Linked DNA regions of Sus scrofa: region 2 is linked to region 1. Evidence: chromatin contacts called from public Hi-C data. All regions are on one chromosome and are shown on one strand. Each heading gives the region's core, a stretch centred on a gene start, on an enhancer-like site or on the middle of the called end of the contact. The rest is flanking DNA. Distances are from core to core; before and after follow the strand shown. Region 1 overlaps KDM2A (lysine demethylase 2A). Region 2 holds the start of RHOD (rho-related GTP-binding protein RhoD).

Evidence for each region. A called contact is a pair of places that touch in the nucleus more often than the background predicts.
Region 2: a Hi-C map of liver shows a contact between it and region 1, with 3 times the contacts expected there. The contact joins the promoter of RHOD here to the enhancer-like site in region 1. A contact is called at or near these places in 3 of 5 promoter capture datasets (fetal skeletal muscle and liver), 3 of 47 Hi-C or Micro-C datasets (embryonic fibroblasts, epiblast stem cells and liver) and 2 of 2 datasets of contacts at active chromatin or transcription factors (alveolar macrophages and skeletal muscle).

The regions. Positions count from the first base shown.
Region 1 is chr2:5,241,147-5,244,017 of Sscrofa11.1, reverse strand. KDM2A (lysine demethylase 2A) reads left to right here. Exons shown (of 20, transcript NM_001160090.1): 17 at 104-267; 18 at 829-987; 19 at 1,571-1,786; 20 at 2,229-2,871. The coding sequence ends at 2,410. Among named protein-coding and RNA genes, the nearest start is that of GRK2, 15 kb to the right of the region's middle. Within about 2 kb of position 1,422, at least 15 of the 83 cell types and tissues checked have an H3K27ac peak or open chromatin away from gene starts, as enhancers often do. A contact at or near this core is called in embryonic fibroblasts, fetal skeletal muscle and liver, where this site is marked.
Region 2 is chr2:5,402,537-5,405,654 of Sscrofa11.1, reverse strand. RHOD (rho-related GTP-binding protein RhoD) reads left to right here and starts at 1,441. Exons shown (of 5, transcript XM_003353748.5): 1 at 1,441-1,625. The coding sequence starts at 1,515.

The sequences.
Region 1 (2,871 bases), core at 173-2,672:
AGCTGCTCTGCTTTTCCCAGAGGCCTCCAGCAGCCTGTGATGGAAGTTCCTCTGCCAAGGGATATCAGGTCTTGACAGCAAGTTCTCTTTCCTTCTCTCACAGGTGCTGTGACAAGAGACTTTGGACAAAAATTGACTTGAGTAGATGTAAGGCTATTGTACCCCAGGCTCTCAGTGGCATCATCAAGAGGCAGCCAGTCAGCCTCGACCTCAGTTGGACCAACATCTCCAAAAAACAACTGACGTGGCTCGTCAACAGGCTGCCAGGTGAGCAGCCCTGCGCTGTCCTTCCAGGAACTGGGGGCGCTGGCAGGGAAAGCTTCTTAGAATTGCTTTAGGGCAGCAGTCTGTGCCATTGTTGTCTTTCTGCTTAGCAAGAGATTTACCCAGGCCCATCTTAACTGCCACTCCCCAAGGTGCCCCTGGAGACTGGCAGGCCAGTCTCTACACTGGACAGTGAAGAGAATGAGATCAGGTGCTCCTGTCAGCCCTGCAGGTCAGCATAGCCTCTGAAGAGGAAATTTGAGGAAGATGTTGCCTTGATTAACCCCTTATAAGACCTGGTTCCCTCTAGCGTTTTGGGATCTTGCAAGAAAAGGAAGTCACTCACACCTATATTGGTCTGATAGGAACTAAGCAGTCAATTTACCACCAGAATTAGATGTAACATAGGAGGAATTTTTGAGCTGGATTACTGGAATACGGTTAGGACATGGTCCTCTCTCCAGTAGACTGGAGCCTATTCACTTGGGTCAGCTCAGCTGGTAGCTGAGGCTTTGCATGGGCCCAGAGAGTGTATTATTGCGTGTCTCTTTCCTTCCGTCACAGGGCTGAAAGACCTCCTCCTAGCAGGCTGTTCCTGGTCTGCAGTCTCTGCCCTCAGCACCTCCAGCTGCCCCCTTCTCAGGACCCTTGATCTTCGGTGGGCAGTAGGAATCAAGGACCCTCAAATTCGGGACTTGCTGACTCCACCGGCTGATAAGCCAGGTATGCTCTGGGCCTGACTTCTTTGTGCTCCTCCTGGGGGAGCTTGGTCTTTCAATAGATTTCATTCCCCAGAAGCTGAGGTCTCAGAGATGATGCCGTTGCAGAGTAGAGGAGTGCACCTTGAAAACAGAAGGATGAACTGTGTCCACGCACAGATTAACTACTTACAGGCGGATAACTACCCTCAAGCAGAGGAGTAGATCCATTTGTGTGGGTCTGTGGAGTTTGGGGCCCAGAGAATATAAGCCTGAGGAAATCTGGGACGGCTTCGTGGTTGAGGTGGAGCACTGAAAGCCCTTTCCATGATGGTCTCGTGAAGTGTGGGAGTGTGGAGTGTGGGAGGGGAGGAGCATTCCTCACATAGCCCTTTGCTGTGTAAGCGAGGCCCAGTCCAGCAGCTGGGGAGAAGGAAAACGTGTCTGGTTTCCTAGAAACCGCCCCACACACTGCTCCCTCCCTGAAGGCTGGGCTGGGTGTGGGCAGTTCTGCTTCTTAACCCCTGCAGGGGGGCCTGGCCAGCAAAGAGTTTGGAGCTGGACTAGCATTCAGAGCTTTGACCTGGGCCCTTGGCTTGCCTGTGCAGGTCAGGACAATCGTAGCAAGCTCCGGAACATGACTGACTTCCGGCTGGCAGGCCTCGACATCACGGATGCCACGCTTCGCCTCATCATTCGCCACATGCCCCTCCTGTCTCGACTCGACCTCAGTCACTGCAGCCACCTGACGGATCAGTCCTCCAATCTGCTCACTGCTGTCGGGTCTTCCACTCGTTACTCCCTCACAGAGCTCAACATGGCAGGTATGCCGCTGCGACCTTTGATGACAGACAGTGCCCCCACCTCCTGGAAGCTCCGCCCACCTGGGCGCTTGGCCAGTAGACCAGAAAGAACATGGGCCCGTGGACTAAACCATGTTTGTTTGTTTCCTCACACCTGGACAAGGACAGAGTTCTTTCCCCTTTTTCACTGATGGGGGCCAAGGCCTCGAGCAGTTGTCCGGTGCCTGCGAGCACAGGCACCCCCAGTCTCAGTGTGGTCAGCCTTCTGGGGCAGGGAGTGCAGTGGCAGGGGACCTTCAGAGGCCTCGGCGCCAGCGGCACTTCTGGTCTCTGGGCCAGGTGTGGGGGAAAGGGGGCTTTTGTTTTAGCATTTTGAGGGCAAGGGCCGGGAAATTGAGCATCAGAAGTAGGCTCCCATGGCTGTGTGCACGTAGCATTGTCCTTGTGGTCACTTTCCCCACAGGTTGCAATAAATTGACAGACCAGACCCTGATCTACCTACGGCGCATCGCCAACGTCACCTTGATTGACCTTCGAGGATGCAAGCAGATCACTCGAAAAGCCTGCGAGCACTTCATCTCAGACTTATCCATCAACAGTCTCTACTGCCTGTCTGACGAGAAGCTGATACAGAAGATCAGCTAAGACACACCCAGCCCAGACTGAGCAGGAACCCGATCTTCCCTGACCCCCCGCCGGGAGAGGTCTCTCTCCGCTCCTGCACAGGCTCTGGGGCCAGTGTCACACTCCCTCTCTGCTCTCCTGCCCCTTGAGCCCTTCCCTGACAGGCGGGGCAGAGAGGGTGGTGGACACCAGGCTTCCCTGCCCGCTCCTCTCCCTCCTAAGGAGAAGGGAGTGGCAGATTGATGCAAGGGGAAAGCACAGGCTGTGTGTTGTCACGGTGCCTGCTCGCTTGCTCTCCCACCTGCCTGCCCGCTCGCCTGCCGGGAGGCCAGGCTCTCAGTTTGGGGTGTCTGCGCAGCCGTCATCTGCACTGGGCCCTGGGGCCCCCCTCCCCATCCATGATCCCCAGCAGTGCCTGGTTCTGAGCAAACTCCCAGGGAAGAAAGCGGCCCTGTGTCCGTGGCCAGGTTCTCCTCGTGGTG
Region 2 (3,118 bases), core at 192-2,691, 160 kb before region 1:
GTTTCTTTGAGCTTCAGTGAAAACACTCCGGGATCTGGGGAGGCCCTTGGGCCTGTTTCAAAATACTTTATTTTTTCGCTTTTCAGGGCCGCGCCCACAGCACATGGAGGGTCCCAGGCTAGGGGTCGAATCGGAGCCTACACCACAGCCACAGCAACGCCAGATCCAAGCTGCATCTGCAACCTACACCTCAGGTCATGGCAATGCCGGATCCTTAACCCACTGATCGAGGCCGGGGATCCAACCCGCAACCTCATGGTTCCTAGTTGGATCATTTCTGCTGCTCCACGACGGGAACTCCTAAAATAGATATTTCAATCCAGGCTGCTAACAGGGGTAGGAGGTCAGGTGGTAGTAAGTCCCCAGGGCAGTTCTGCATTTATTCCTGGCATCTAGATGGTTCCACCATCAAGGCCCTGTTTAACCCTCAGCCTCACCCTAACCCAACCTCAGCCATCATGGCAGGAAAGATCTGCGCCCTGCCCCTCTGCACAGCCCCCTCATGGCCCCATACCTTGCACATGTTTCTCCCTCCATTTGGAACCCTCTTCCCTTCCCCCATCTCACCACGTCTCACATTTTCCTCAAGACTCTGGGCCCTCTTCTCAGAAGGGTTTCCTGACCACCTTCAGCCCTGGCGAGGAGCCCGGCTTCCCGACTCCCGTCTGCTGCCTGTCCCCACCACCACCACCGGGGCCCTTACCACACGGGCATCCAGCCTGTCTCCCATTCTAGGCCGTGGGAGAGACCCCGGTGGGAGACTTGGACTTCAATGGTTCAGGGTCCCCAGGTCCTGGGCACAGAGCCACCAGTGTTGGTTAAGTCCTAAGAATCACTCACACATGGCATCGCCAGCTGTGAGCCAGACCTGCTCTAAGCCCTGCACACATGGAAGGTTCCATGGCTTTCCCCAGATCATGCCCCGGCAGAGGTGAGACCCACCTGTAGTGAGACTTCCTGGTGTGGCTGGGGGCGGGTGGCAGTGCCAGTGACTAACCCATACTGGTGTGCCCTCCCCGCATGCCCTGGAACACCACGGGGACTGTGCTGTGCTCTGTCTCCAGAGCTGCGGAGCAGATGCACCTTCATTCATTCAGTCAGTCAATCAAAAATCACTAGCTCCGCTGGCTGCTCCACCTAGACTGGGCCGTAGGGCCCCAGCGCGGCCTGCGGAGCTAGTAGACCAGCAGGGCTGATCCGCGCTTCCCTGCTCCCCGGGAAGTGGGCCCAGAGCCCCCTCTTCCCCTTCCACAGCATCGCTGCCCGGCTACTTTCCTCCCATCAGATGGGCGTGCGCCGGGTCCCCCGCCGTGGCCTCCGCGCTGGCACACAGCAGGGGCGGTAGGGGCTCTGGGGCTCTGGGGCTGCCCGGGGCCTGGGACCCGAGGGGCCGGGCCTCTCACCTGGGCCGCCCGCCGCCGCCCGCACTTCCTCCCGCCGCCCCGCCCCTTCCACATTCCTGCCCCGCCGGCCCCAGCTCGCCGCTCTCGGCGCCGGCCCTCCGCTGCCCCGCGATGAAGGCGGCCCGGGCCGAGCGCGAGGAGGTCAAGGTGGTCCTGGTGGGCGACGGCGGCTGCGGGAAGACGTCGCTGCTGATGGTCTTCGCCGAAGGCGCCTTCCCCGAGGTGAGCGGCAGCCCCTCGGGGCGCAGCGGGGCGCGCGGCCTGGGCGCATCCTTCCCCCCCACCCCACCCCCCGACGGGCTCGGGTCCTGCCTCCCAGCGGAGCGTGGGCTCCAAGGCCATTCTTGCTCTGCCATCGGGAGTGAAGGCCTCCGTGAGATCGTCTGTCAAGTGCCAAGAACGGCACTGCCAGGGGGGGTGTCCCAGGGACGGACCTAGGCCACCTGGGGACTCAGGGAGCCCTTGGTGGCCCAGCACGGCTAAGAGGGACGGCCGGCTCTGGAGCCAGGCCGCCTGGCTTCAGATCATGACTCTGCCACTTAAAGCTGTGTGACCTGCGGCCCGCCCCTTACCCTCTCTGTGCCTGTTTCCTTAAACCGTGCCACAGGAGTAATGATGGCGCCCACCTCCCAGGGTCGCTGTGCGGAATGGGTTCTTATAGGTCAGAGGCCAGCTCTGAGCTGCAACAGAAAGGACTCACTGAGAGGCAGCACAAGTTTTTCTGGAGAAACATCACTTCTCCCAACTCCTGCCCCGGCCGTGGGTGTCCCTTGGGCTCAGCCTTGGAGGGGAAGAGCACATGGGCTCGCCAGGCAGCTGGGTTGGCACCTCAGCCTCTCTAACAAACCCCGGGGGCCTCGGTACCTCGCTCAGCCTCTGGAGCCTCCCTTTCCTCACTCGACCTCGGGGGGAGGAGCGACCAGAGGGTGGGGGTGAGGTGGAATGAAGGTAAGGCTGAGAGAGCCCCTGGGTACCTGGCACATCCTTGATGCCTGGGCTCTGGATTGTCCTGGGCTGTGGACTGTCAGCCCTTCTCCAGCATGTTCATTGGCTCTCCAGGCAGACTGGCCGGCACCAGGACAGGGGCTGGACCACCCACCACCCACACTGCCTGCCCCCACCCCCTCAGCCCAGTTCTCCTGGGAGTCCCTGGATCTGCTTCCCGTATGACCTCTTCCCCCCCGCTGCCCCCATCCTGGCTCAGCATCCTTCGAACCCCTGGGGTGGTGCAGCGCTGGGGAATTGGATGGAGGAGGCAGGAGAGGCCAGGCCTGGTAACGGTGTCAGCCTTTCTTTCCACTGTGGCAGCATCAAGCCGACTCTTGCTTTGTGGTTTTGGGAGCTGACGTCACGTCCTTTGGCCGGTCACAGATTTTTTTTTTTTAGTTGGGGGAGGGCTGTGTTTCCAGGCCCCCAGATGGTCCCTGTGAGAACCAGCAATTACGGCTTAGTGTGGGGAGCGCCACAGAGAGGCTGGGCCAGCTGGGGCCCAGAAGAGGGGCTGGGAGAGCGGTGCGTCACCACCACTGTTCTGGACTCTCACAGTCAATGGAAAGTATGTGTGTGTGTGTGTGTGTGTGTGTGTGTGTGTGTGTGTGTGTTGAAGGACACTCTGGGCAGCCAGGGGAAAGTAAGGCATGCTTATCACCAGGGTGAACTTGGCCTTGTCTCGGCTCCTCCCCTGTTAGGGAACCCTGACTCCCTAGGACCTGTCT